3 separate regions of the Mus musculus genome follow, and all the other regions are linked to region 3. The links are chromatin contacts, called in public HiChIP or PLAC-seq maps. All regions are on one chromosome and are shown on one strand. The core of a region is the stretch at or near the end of the contact, and the rest is flanking DNA. Distances in the headings are between cores, read along the strand shown. Region 1 overlaps Gpr107 (G protein-coupled receptor 107). Region 2 holds the start of Abl1 (c-abl oncogene 1, non-receptor tyrosine kinase). Region 3 overlaps Hmcn2 (hemicentin 2).

Region 1 (4,474 bases), core at 155-2,654, 260 kb after region 3:
ATTAAGAGCACTGAATGCTCTTCTGAAGGTCCTGAGTTCAAATCCCAGCAACCACATGGTGGCTCACAACCATCTGTAACAAGATCTGACTCCCTCTTCTGGAGTGTCTGAAGACACTACAATGTACTTATACACAATAAATAAATAAATCTTAAAAACAATCCTCTGGAACCGACACCTAGAAGAGAGTAAAGCAGCCGCACAGTGGTGGTGCACACCTTTGATCCCAGCGATTGGAAGGCAGAAGCAGGTAGAGAGAATCTCTTGTGCAATGTATGGAAGGATCACCTGTCAATAAAATGCTGTTGGTCTATTAGCTTAGGCAGGAAATAGTGAGGTGGAAGGTCCGGTACAGAGAGAGGAATTCTGGGATAGTGAGGTGTGGGGGGTGTTGGGGGGTGTTGGGGGTTGGGGAGATATACACCCTGGAACACTGAAGGGGACTGTAGCATGTAACCAAGGAGAGGTAACCAAGCACAAGGCAGGATTTAGAATACAATAAATGGGTAGTTAAGTTATGAGCTAGCTGGGGAACAAGCCAAAGCTATCGGCCTAGGCACTGAAACCCTAAATCTCAGTGTCATTCTTTTGTGAACTTGAGTGTGGGTGGAAAAGCTCGAGGTTACAGGCAGTGGATCTCTGAGTTTGAGGCCAGCTTGGTCTACAGAGGGAGTTCCAGGAAGCCAGGGTTGCACAGAGAAACCCTGTCTTGAGAAACCAACTCCTCCCTCTAAAAAAAGAAAGAAAGGAAAAGAGGAGGAGGGGGAGGAGGAGGAGGAGGGAAGTAAAGCTGGGCTCACTATCTTCGATTCACTTTCGGGCGATTCCAGATGAGCTCGGCTGTGAATGAAACTTGCCTTGTGACCTGGGATCACAAAGGGCCCCTAGGACCCAAGCAGCATGGCCCCAAAGATGAAATTAGATGGTGGGGCTCTATCACAGTCAAAACTTTCATTCAACAACACACACTGCTGACTAGCCTAATGACCATAATGACTGGAGACAAGACTTGCATGTGTAGCCAGACAAGGAACACAGAAGACTTTTGCTCATGTAGAACAGCTAGACAATGAGAAAATCCAATACGTAAGCAATAGAAGCCTGCAATGAGAGTCCCCAGTGGGGACACTGAGAAGACAGACTACCCCAACAGTTTATACACACCAGACTGGCTCACATCAAGAGGCCACTTATAGTGAGAGGATGGTGACAGAGCTCAGCTCCCAGACAAAGTAGAAAGTGGTGCAGCCACGAGGTGGGCAATCTGACAACATTCAAGGAAACTTTCAAAGGACAGGTCCCTAGGAGAGCTCAGAAGTAGGAGACAAGGCTATTCCAGTACTCTGCAGTAGCATATAGACTGCAGCTGGCAACTGCATGTACTCCTGTCTCTCAGGACAGCAGAGGAACCCATGAGGATGCAGCCCATGGAACATGGAGGTGTGGCTAAAATCAGCCATCAGGATGCAGACAGCAGAACAGCTGATGGGAAAAGTGTCACTAATTTATATTTTTTCCAGATAGGGTTTCCCTGTTCAGCCCTGGCTGTCCTCACTAAGTAAATCAAACTGGCCTCGAACTCACAGAGATCTACCTGCTTCTGCCTCTCAAGTGCTGGGATTAAACATGTGCACCACTACCTGGCAGTGTCACTGATTTTAAACAGTTATATCTGCAGACAACACTTTCTATACATTTAAAACATACATAAAACAAAAACCAAGCGAACCGCAGACATTACTTACGAGAATATACAAATGTCCCAAACAATATATTCAGCATATTGGGGTGACTTTCTGTGGTTGAGAAGTGGGCGAGGGACAGGAAGTAGTGGGGGATGGTCAGTTGGGAAAGGAGCACGAATAGAGAGATGATGAGACCATACACAGCCTGACGTACACTGGGCTTCTTGTTTATCTCCTGGGTACTTTCCTGTTCTGGTGACTCCTCACTGAAGGTCAAAAGGGAAGCCATTGCCAGAGCAGTCTACTATTGAATGGCAGTGGCTTTTCCCAGAATACAACACTGCCCACTGGAAAAGGCCACACTCACATCCTGGCCAGTTTGACTTTCGGTCCTCAATTAAACACCCATGCTGGGACAATGAAAGGCTCGGAAGTCACGACGACCCAGCCTTGATTGATTTGGCCCTGATGACCTTCATCTCTGAAGTGGCACAGCTCCACCTCCCCTGAAAAGCAGCCAACCTGCAAGCACTGCCTCTCACCCTGCATCCAGCACTGCTTGCTCCCACTCTGGGTGCACAGCATATAAACCTGAGAGGAGAGACAAGCACCAGCAGGAAGCCCTGGCCTCCAGCCCCAGCTCAGTCAGGTAAGTGTCTATCTCTCACTTCCACTCTCTGGGCCTCAGTACATTTATGTGACAAAGATGTCTCATTCTTCTCAGCCCTAGCAAGCGTCTTAAACACCTCCTACATGTAAAATACATACTTCCAGTCTACCAGCATTCACTGGCTGTTACATGGGATGCCTTAATTTGCATCTTTTTGGATATGTACACATCCACTCACAGTTAAAAACATGACTGGCACAAAATAGATCAGCCCTCTTAACCACCATCTTAGAAAAGGGAGCCGAGGCAGTGACACTGCCACTGCTGAGTAAAAGCAAAGGAAACACCTGGGAGTGTGGGCAAGCGAGCAGGTCCACGAGTACTCACTGCACAGCATCCTGGTGCAAAGACAGACGTGAGAGGCTCGGCAGGAAGAAGGGCAATTACCATTGCTCCAGGGCTGCAGCTGAGGAACAGGCATGGTGAAGAGGGGCAACTGGAGGTCACAGGCAAGGTGTGCCTGGGACAGAGTCGTGCGTGGTGCACAGTGCAGGCCAGAGGACAACTTGCCGGAGTCAGGTCAGTTTTCTCCTCTATCATGTGGAACCAGGGCACTGAACTCAGGTCATCAGGCTAGGTAGCAAGGGCTTTTACCCACTAAATGATCCTGACAGCATGGAACATCCTTTTAAAAGGACCCATATCCAAGACTCTTGAGTGTCCATTAAAATGCAATCAAGACACCCAGGGCTTCAGCTTCTGCCCCGGTGCTCCAGGGAGAGGTGTCTGGGGCACTTGATTATCATGTGAGTCTTGGGTAACATGGTTTTGCATATCCCAAGTCTAGAGGCCTTTTAATGTAAAAATGTCTTACACTATTTTGTTCTAAGATTTCTGGGCAAGGAGACAGAATTCATACCTACACAGCCACGTCCCTCAGCAACAGAGAGGGTTTTGGGACAAGGGTCCTGGTGAAAGGCAGATGGATTCCAAATGGGTTTTTCCCAGAGTCAAGCTCCTGGCGGTCAACAGAGAGAGTCCAGGGAGGCTCTCGGCCGATGCTTCAGAGCTGGAAGCTTTAAGCTTCCACTGGGACAGCGACTGACGTCATCACTAACTCCTCTCAAGATGGGTGTCTCCTGGAGCTGGTGGCTCAGTGCTTAAGAGCACTGTCTGCTCTTCCAGAGGTTCTGAGTTCAATTCCCAGCAACCACATGGTGGCTCACAGCCATCGGTAACAAGATCTGGCGCCCTCTTCTGGAGTGTCTGAAAACAGCTACAGTGTACTTACATATAATAAATAAATAAATCTTAAAAAATAAAATAAATGAATAAATAAATCTTTAAAAAAAAAAAAAGATGGGCATCTCTTACAAGGTACCATCCTGGGCTTCAGCCTCTCTGCAAGGGTGACACTGTGTGTTTGGGCTGTTTGTGTATTTAACATCTGGACCTGCTTCCTAAACAAAACACTAAGAGTGAGCCAACAGCACAGTAGGCAGAGCCTCTCACTAGAGGCTCCTGCCTAGCCTCTGGGTCTCAGGGAAGACACCCTAGAAGAGAGCAGGGCTGCTCAGTGCCACCTCCCCCAGGGGCAAAATCCAGGAGGATGAAATCTTGCAGCTCTCCACACACTCAAGCACTTACCTTCTCTTACGAAGGATGTGAATCCAAATGGTCCCAGACAGAAAGAAGAACAAGGCCATGGAAACATATAACTTGGGGAGAGGGATTTCCCCGGCAGAGAGGTAGCTGTTAGGGTTCTTCTCTGTGATAGCAATCTGAAACCAACATAAGGTGCGTCCCCCTTAGAAACAGGCCGTCTCTAGTCAGGAATACACACTCAGCTGTCTCACTTCTGGAGAGCATGTGTGCCAGCCTGTAACAAGCAGGTTGCTACTGTCTGGGCTGGAGGACACACCCACCCAGTCCTCTTCGGGAGCGTCCTGACCAGCCCCATGTCTCACTGTAGCGGTTCACATACCCTCAGGATGCACAAAGCCCTGCTGTGTTGCTAGTACCAGAACCAAAGCAAACTAAAACAGAAAGCCTCTCGCAGATTCCACCCTAGTCTAGTGCCTAGAGAAGCAGCTGTCTCACCCTGACAGCATCCCTATCGATGTCCCGTGAGGTACTCACATTCAGGCTGAATGAGGCCTGTTCACCAGGCTTCACGTTG
Region 2 (3,950 bases), core at 265-2,764, 320 kb before region 3:
TTAGCAAAGCTGTGACATGCCCCAACTCTGCAGTTACAAAAGTCCATTCATCTCCGCCTCCAGCGGCTCAAAATGGAGATAGTGCCTCTCACTAACTGGATACAGATGGGGAGGAGAAATGTGCGGAGAGTGTGGAGCAACTTGGAAAAAATAAGCAACGCATTAACTGAGGATGATTCTGGCCGCTCAGATGCCAACTCTGGGGACAAATAAACCATCTCCCTCCCTCTAAGTGGTAGGCCCTGAGCTCATGCCATCCACACCAAGCTCCTCTCAGGAATCCAGGCCCTGAAATCCCCGGAGGGGCTGAAATCTTACTGTGACTTATAGCGAAGTCCCTTATACTCCCTTCTAGCAAAGGGAGAACATCCTCTACCCGAGCTGGGCACCTAAGTCTGAGCTGGGTCATGTGGGGCCCTGTAGGTCTTTGAGTCAAAGACTTGGAAGGGGGGTCGGGGAAGCAGGTTAGATATTGAAAAGCCTTCAATTCTTTACAATTCAAAACAGTAGAAATCCAAATTGCTCTGAAGAAAACTTTACATTTTTACTCCTATCTTAACTCTTACATGAAACAGCCAGAAAAGCCAGGGCACCACACATCTGTGAGTGCTTCTGCCCTTCTGAAGAAGGCAGCAGTCCCCACAAAGGTCAGCTATACTCTAACAGGCCTGGCCACAGCCGAGTCCCCAGCACTCACCACTCACCCTTTTCCCTTGCCATCCTTTTAGACCCAAACACTAAAGACAACAGGAAGGAGGCATGGAATTGGAGGAGCAGGGTAAAGCAGGCAAAAGCAACAGGCTCCTGGCTCTAAGTTTATGCAAAGAACAAAACATGAGGGGCTCCCTCACCAAGCATCAAACTGGAAGCTCTCAAAACTCCTGGAAATACAAGCAAAACCATTCTTTCTCTTCTAAAAAGAGACAATCCCCAAGACCTCTTCATGGTCTGCAGAAAGGTGGGGGTGGGGGTGGAAAGTTCACATGAAATTCTGTACCCATAAATGGTAGAGCGGGATCCCTTTGTACGCGGCACTTGGTGTAGGTCCACCTTTGTGACATACAATTCCCAGTTGGCAGTGGAAACACCACAACGTGGGCTCACAAGGACCTTAAGGCCTGTGGCACTGACTTTTTCAAACTTTCTGGGCAGGAGCCACACTATGCGCTTGGGCCCCGCCAGCGCCAAAGCCGCGGCTCTCTCTCTCTTTCTGGAAGTCCGAATGAGCCACCAGCACCCGCAGAGGCCTCAGAGGGAGAAGACTGGGGACCTAGAACACACAGGGCACGGGCGGGCAGGACAGTCCTGGTGGGCCCCGCGCCCAGGCCAGGATTTACCTTCCAGGTAGCAGCTGGAGGACGAAGAGAGCCCCTTCTTGGATTTGCAGCCCACCAACTTCAAACAGATCTCCAACATGGTCCCGTGGCCACGGCGAAGGCCCCACCACCCCGGGCCCCCAGCCCCGCCAGGCCGCGCTCCCAGCAGGCCCGCGCCCAGGCCCGCGTCCCGCCTCCCGCCTCCCGCCTAGGCCGGTAACAAAGGGCCCAGCGCCCCGCCCCAGCCGTCCCTTAACCCCTTCCAGGCCAAGGGAAGGCTCCACGCCCTCCCCAGCTGCGTAGCTGCGCTGGCGTAGCCCCTGCCCCTGCCGCGTGTCCGGGAAGGTCGGTGGAAATGCAAATTCCTCTCAAGTTACCAGGACTGGTCTCGGGGAGCGACTGTGATTAAACCTAAAGTGGGTATCTGAGGAATGTGAACAGTCAGGGCTGGAACCCACAGGAATACCGAATACCGGACGCGGGTCCAACCACCCATTTAGACCTGGAGTTGTGAGTTTAAGCTTAGGGAAATGTCTCTATGGTGCGTGTTCATTGTGGGCTGGAATGGCGGTCCTTCCTGACCTCATTTTTACAAGAATTTCCCCTGTTTTTGGTGCCACAGGTAATGTTTGAATCCATTTCACGGTGAGTTTTTGTTTTCCTAAACGCTAGCTCGAGGTTACCAACAAGATTTTAACTAAGCAATGGTCACAGCAGTGGACTACTGGCACTAAGTTGGTGGGAAACAAGGACCCCAACTACAACAAATCTAATAAAAACTCACCCAAGTTCCAATGACAAGGGAAAAATAAACTTATGAAATAATGTCACATAACTAAAAGTCTGGTCCCCATCCTTGCACTTGAAGAGCTGACTGTCCCAGGATGGTTCTCTGAGAAGTGCTCCATGTGCCTTGGTACCCAGAGGGTGCGTGCACCTAATCCTGTGAGGAAAGTTATATCATGACCCAGATTCTTCATGTGAGAACAGACACTCCAGAAGGTCACATGGTGGAAACCAGAAGACTCAACTCAGTCAGGGTCTGCCTGGTTCCAAAGTTTGGTCTCTTGGCTTCTAAGCAGACTGTACCGGATAGCTAGATCCATGACAAAAGTTATCACCTGCCGGGCGTGGTGGCCCACGCCTTTAATCCCAGCACTCAGAAGGCAGAGGCAGGTGGATCTCTGAGTTCGAGGCCAGCCTGGTCTACAGAGTGAGTTCCAGGACAGCCAGGGCTATACAGAGAAACCCTGTCTCGAAAAGCAAAAGAAAAAAAAAAAAAAAACAGTGCCATGACTGTGCCTGTGACAGGCCTCTCAGCCAGGATGTCACACACTTTTCGTGCTAATCAACCCAAAAATGTGTCTGTGCCAAAAATGTGTCTGAAGCCAAGTGGACCTACTTTGCTGCCAGAACAGGCCTCACAAGTACCCAGGGGACTTTCAGAACTCACGCCATTCAATCTCCTGGAGAAAAGGACCAGAGTGCCCAGGAGGCAAGGGTACCAACTGGATACTTTCCTGATCCTGGGAGACCATTTTCTGTGAGAGCCCACATGCTGACTAGCGCTGTCTTGATCCTGCCAACCTCTCCATGATTCCATGATGCCGACCGTAACACTGAGGGGGTGCCACCAGTACACAAATGATGCCGACCGTAACACTGAGGGGTGCCACCAGTACACAAATGCTGCCGACCGTAACACTGAGGGGTGCCACCAGTACACAAATGATGCCGACCGTAACACTGAGGGGTGCCACCAGTACACAAATGATGCCGACCGTAACACTGAGAGGGTGCCACCAGTACACAAATGCTGCCGACCGTAACACTGAGGGGTGCCACCAGTACACAAATGCTGCCGACCGTAACACTGAGGGGTGCCACCAGTACACAAATGATGCCGACTGTAACACTGAGGGGGTGCCACCAGTACACAAATGATGCCAACTGTAACACTGAGGGGTGCCACCAGTACACAAATGCTGCGGTGCTGCCTGCTCTGCTGCCATTCACAAAGTTCAAGGGTCAGATTATAATGAAGTCAATCATACAGCATATCAGATCACAGGGTTACATACAGATTGACAGCTTAATGCCAAGAACTACACATTAAAAGGCATTTTGAAATTCTAACCACATCCTTGAATACTCTTTAATACAAGTCAGACATTTATTCACATGTGCTGGACTTCACGATAGGATGTAAGCTTGTTTTTAAAAGCTAATGACAACGACTAATGGTCTGCTTTTATGGCAATGACCTTATCCTCTAAAATCCTCTCAAAGTGAGTAATGCTTATAAATTGTCCAGATTCTTTACAATTTAGACATAAAACTATTCATCAACAGGCACCACACTCAAGCAGCAGCAATCATGGGAGCCATTGCCAAGATGCACACAAACACAAAAGACTCAACTGTTCTTTCCAGCAATAGCTTTTGAACTCTTGCAGGATGAGAAGAGTGCTGTGTACAAGCAAACAGCCTCAGAAGGACTGCCCTCTAAAGCAGCCTAGAGGAGAAAAGCCACTGATGGGCCAGGCACTGGGTGCATGCTTGTAATTCCAGCACTTGGGAGACAGAGGCAGAGGCAGAGGCAGAGCACTGCTGCAAATTCAAAGCCAGTCTAGA
Region 3 (4,573 bases), core at 740-3,239:
GCACTCCACGGGTACTTATTCTCTACACTTTAATCAGACAAAAGTGAGACATCCATACTGCCCCCACACCCCCACTCCAAGGCTCAGGGACCATCACAGAACACAGGGCAGAAAGTCTGTAAGGGCCAGAAGTCAGGGAGAGCCAGAGTAAACATGTGTTCTGGATTTGACAGGACTGCTGAGGTCATAAGCTTTCACCAGTCCTCGGTTGCTTCTAAGACCCCAATGGGATCAAACCATTCAATATTTGAACACAGACCCAGGGTGAGTTTACAAGCCCCCTCCCCCAGGAGCTGTTGACAGCTGATGGCTTCTAGAGAATAAGTTTTCTTTAAAGATGTGGCCCCAGTAGGACGATCTTGCTCCATCAGGTGGCCCCATACCCCACTCCCAGGACTATAGTATACGTATGGCACAAATTAGACTCTGTGGCGTATAAAAAGCAAAAAGAACACTGGGCAGTGGTGGTGCACGCCTTTAATCCCAGCACTTGGGAGGCAGAGGCAGGAGGATTTCTGAGTTCAAGGTCAGCCTGATCTACAGAGTGAGTTCCAGGACAGCCAGGGCTACACAGAGAAACCCTGTCTTGAAAAACCAAACCAAAACAAACCAAAACAAAAAAACTCCACAAAAACAAAACAAAACAACAACAACAACAAAAACCACAAAACAAAACAAAAAGAACACAAAGTTAGGAGTGGGTGGGAAGGTGATCTCAGAGGAGTTAGCAGGAGGAGCGGGGGAACATGATTAAGACACATTGGATCAAATTCTCAAAGAATTAAAGTGTTATTTTAAAAAGCACCAGTCATGGCAGTGCCTGCCTGTAACTGTAACCCAGCGCTGTGGAGGGCAGAGAAAAGAGGATTGTCGGGGCTTGCTGCCTGCCAGTATAGCTCCAGTTTCAGTAACAGACCCTGTCTGAAGGGGATAAAGAGCTAGACTCCTGAGAACTTCCTGAGGGTCTCAGCTCACTACAGCCAGTTCTACGAAAGCTGTGTGCTGTGTGACCTCACAACTCAGCTGTGGGATTCATCCCAACAGAAATGCAGGTGTGCTCCTCAGCAATATGAATCTCCCTGCCAAGCTGCTCAAAATCCCCCAAACTGGAAAGAATCCACTGGGGAGCACGGAAGCAACATCAGCAATGTGACAGCATGGACGGTGTCACAGTGCTGTGTGAAGGACCGGAGCGGTAACACGGTCCCAGTCATAGCTTCTTTCTGCTTTTAGTGGAGCTGGAGGTAGAACCCTGGGCCACAACATACTCAACTAGAGAAGTGCTCTGCCACCAAGCTTGTCCTAGCACCTGGATTCCATTTAGATGAAGGTCAAGGGCTGGAGAGAGAGTTCTCACACATAAAATAAAACGTTTTACATCTTAAAAAATTAGAATGAAACAAGAGTGTGGAAGCACCCGGCAGCCATGGCTGAGTAAAGCGGTCCTCCACAAGCCCTCCTCCCTCAGAAAGTATGAAACTTCAGCGGAATTGACAAATATTATTTCAGGGCCCAAGAAGATAGCCAAAGATCCGACGACACACAACAGATTTCCAGAACCGTGGCTGACAACAGTGTCAGCCTGCTGGACTGCCCAGGGCTCTGCTTACCCTGCTCCTCACCCCCATCCCACATGGCATCCCCACAGGCCAGCTGCGAAAGCCACTAGCTTTCTATAACCAGGGCCCCCCTGCAAGTCGGTGGCAGAGGAGACAATTCCAGGGGCTGAAGTACACAGGGGAAGAAAACCGGAGGAGTCAAATGGCCACTCCAGAGCCTGGCTGAGGAGTCCAGAGAACCTGGCAGAACTTTAACAACAGCAAGGAGGGTGTGGAGGAGACGTGGGCTGGCCGCTCCCTTCAGCTCTGGTAGAGGGAAAGATGTGGGTAGAGGAAGACCAGAGATGGATGATCAGTGACCCACTCTACAGCCACCTGAGGCTGAAATTCAGCTCCAGGTCTTCTGTCATGCTTACAATGTCTGATGAAGTAGTTTCAGACCTTCTGGCTGCTGAGTCATATGTCTGTGCTCTCTCCTGTGTGGGCTGGCTGTCACTGTGCCTTCAGGCTGATCATTTCCTGGTTCCTGATTGAGCCAGAGAGTTCCCATTGCAGCTGAAACAGCATGACTCCAGCAGCGTGTAATGGATGTGGTCTCGCACCAGCCTCCCTCCTCCACGGGGAGAGAAGACATAGCCAGCACTGTCAGGCCTGCTCGTCGCAGGCCTCTGTTGACACCCTAGAACACTAGAGGGGCTCAGCACCATAGTTGGGCAGCTGGGGTCTTCAGGATTCCCAGTAGGGCTCCCACTAACCGTAGAGAGAGGGTTCCCTCATGAGAGAAGTGGGGCTAGTCCTGTGTCCTCATTAGGCCTGACCCTGGGGACAGTGATGGTCCCTGTTCAGGGTATCAGGGAACTCATCTATGCATGGTGCAGGCTGTACATAGTGATTCCCACGGAAACTGGAGCAAGATGACTGTCCTAGCAATTTATCTTCCTGCCTCATCCTCTGCTCATTCTTTCCCTGGTTTAAAATTTTAATTTAAATTACATTCATTTATTTAGGGGCTGGAGAGATGGCTCAGTGGTCAAGGCTGCAAACTGTTCCTGCAGAGGGATGGGTTTGGTTCCCAGAATTCACACGACTCATAACTGCCTGTAAACTCCCACTCTGGACTCTACAGCCCCTTTACTGTACACACACACACACACACACACACACACACACACACACACACACAGAGTTAAATGTTTAAAATATATTTTGTGTGTGTGATGTGTGTTGTATGTTGTGTGATGGTAGTGGTGATGGTGAATGTGTACATGTTGTCTGTTGTGTGTGTGTGTGTGTTGTGCATGTATATGTGTGTGTGTTGTGTGGTGGTAGTGGTGAGAGTGCATGTGTATATGTTGTATGTGTATTTACTGTGTGCGCGCGCATGTGCGTGAGTGTGCTTATGTGTGTGTGTGTGTGTGTGTGTGTGTGTGTATGTAGGTTCCACCACACAGGTCCTAGCAATTGAACTCAGACTATCATCTCCATGGCAACCCACCTTTACCCCCTGAGCCATCTCCTCCATCCTACAGTCTTTCTTTTGGTTGGAGAAAAGAGAAGGAGCTTTTGTTGGGCTTCCTGTCGGTTATGTTTTGTGAGATCATAGCTATAACTCTCAGCCGCACCTGACAGTCAGTAGAGGTGCCCACGGCCTGGGCCTGGGCCTGGGCCTGGGCCTGAGAGCCTCAGTCTCCCTTACTATTCCCTTCAGGTTTTTTTTTTTTTTTCTGCTGCCATATGAAGGTTTCTGGCTGTTCTGAGTAAGCATGGGACACACTCAGCTTCGTCTATTATCAGGTCTACCCCATCCTTCACAAAAGAGCCTGACAAACTGAGAATAAAGGGAGCCCTGGGCAGGACAGACAGTTGTCCTCACATCAGACAGACAGGATGGATGCTCTCCACCAAAACTGTAGTTAGGTAGGCTGGTGAGGACGGTGGCTTTCTAGGGTGGCTGCTGAGTCAGCAAGCAGGGTGAGGCACAGTCGCCAAAGGATGGACAGGAAAGAAGAGAACTCTGTTCATATGTGACACACGGAAGAGCCCACTCCGGGACAACCCTGCAGAAGCTACGTGAAATCCACCAGAATTCAAAACCAAGCTGTCAGCCAGGAGGTGGTGACGCACGCCTTTGGTCCCAGCATTCGGGAGGCAGAGGCAGGTAGATCTCAGAATTCAAGGCCAGCCTGGTCTACAGAGTGAGTTCTAGGACAGCCAGGGCCACAGAGAAAGCCTGTCTTGAAAAACCAAAAAACCAAACAACAACAAAACAAGCTAGTGAGGCCACAGGGCATAATATCAAGTTATAAAAACCCAGGGCGGGCTGAGGAGAAGTGCAGAGCCTCAGGATTGATACATTACATCAGCCTCAGGCCCAGCATTCCTCTGGTGAGATCAGCTAGAAGCCTGCAGGCCAGTCAGCCTAGAGTTTACAAGACAGAGAGAGAACCAACTCCCCAAATTTGTTCTCTGACTTCCAAGGGCTGGGCCTATAGCCGCCCCGGCCTGTAGCTCACCCTCAGCAGGCCTGTAGCTCGCAGTTAGAATGCTTCATTAGCATAGCATGCAAACAGCCTTGGGTTCAATCTCCCAAGCAGAATATATTGTGGTGGAGCAGGCCTGTAACCCCTGTACTCTGAGGTAGAGACAGAAAGATTGTGAGTTCAAGGCCCTGTGACCTCCCCCACCCAATAAAATCATCCGTTAATATCCACACTAGCAATGAAAGCCCCCAAATCAAGCAATTTTAGGCAAAATAAGAAATACTTAGTGATCAGTTTAGCAAACAAGTATAGAGGCTTGGTCTAACCACCATTCTGCATCCGGTGAGAAACTAAGAAACAGCCCAGAACAGCTGGAGTCCAGATGAAAAAGAAAAACACATTGAAGACTACACCCTTACCTCACTTAAAAATTAACTCATTCTGGATCATAGGCCCCATGTGAGAACCATAGTTATGAAAATTGTAGACAAAAATACAATCTAAGGTGGGCTGACTTAGTGGTTAAGAGCACTT

The links. HiChIP or PLAC-seq counts read pairs in DNA pulled down with a chosen protein or histone mark.
Region 1: a contact with region 3 is called in an H3K27ac HiChIP or PLAC-seq map of bone marrow-derived dendritic cells, with 2.1 times the contacts expected there. The contact joins two enhancer-like sites. A contact is called at or near these places in 3 of 115 datasets of contacts at active chromatin or transcription factors (bone marrow-derived dendritic cells and embryonic stem cells) and 2 of 9 other capture datasets (adipose tissue and embryonic stem cells).
Region 2: an H3K27ac HiChIP or PLAC-seq map of bone marrow-derived dendritic cells shows a contact between it and region 3, with 2.1 times the contacts expected there. The contact joins the promoter of Abl1 here to the enhancer-like site in region 3. A contact is called at or near these places in 2 of 484 Hi-C or Micro-C datasets (CD8 T cells and the N1E-115 cell line) and 6 of 115 datasets of contacts at active chromatin or transcription factors (bone marrow-derived dendritic cells, bone marrow-derived macrophages, craniofacial prominence and 3 more).

What each region holds. Positions count from the first base shown.
Region 1 is chr2:31,177,856-31,182,329 of GRCm38.p6, reverse strand. It overlaps Gpr107 (G protein-coupled receptor 107), which reads right to left. Exons shown (of 18, transcript NM_178760.4): 8 at 4,435-4,474; 9 at 3,943-4,076. Among named protein-coding and RNA genes, the nearest start is that of Gm22516, 9.6 kb to the left of the region's middle. Within about 2 kb of position 1,404, at least 38 of the 459 cell types and tissues checked have an H3K27ac peak or open chromatin away from gene starts, as enhancers often do. A contact at or near this core is called in bone marrow-derived dendritic cells, where this site is marked.
Region 2 is chr2:31,757,503-31,761,452 of GRCm38.p6, reverse strand. It overlaps Abl1 (c-abl oncogene 1, non-receptor tyrosine kinase), which reads right to left and starts at 1,514. Exons shown (of 11, transcript NM_009594.4): 1 at 1,338-1,514. The coding sequence starts at 1,416.
Region 3 is chr2:31,440,142-31,444,714 of GRCm38.p6, reverse strand. The region is part of intron 85 of Hmcn2 (hemicentin 2); the gene reads right to left. Among named protein-coding and RNA genes, the nearest start is that of Ass1, 28 kb to the left of the region's middle. Within about 2 kb of position 1,989, at least 141 of the 459 cell types and tissues checked have an H3K27ac peak or open chromatin away from gene starts, as enhancers often do. A contact at or near this core is called in CD8 T cells, the N1E-115 cell line, bone marrow-derived dendritic cells and 2 more, where this site is marked.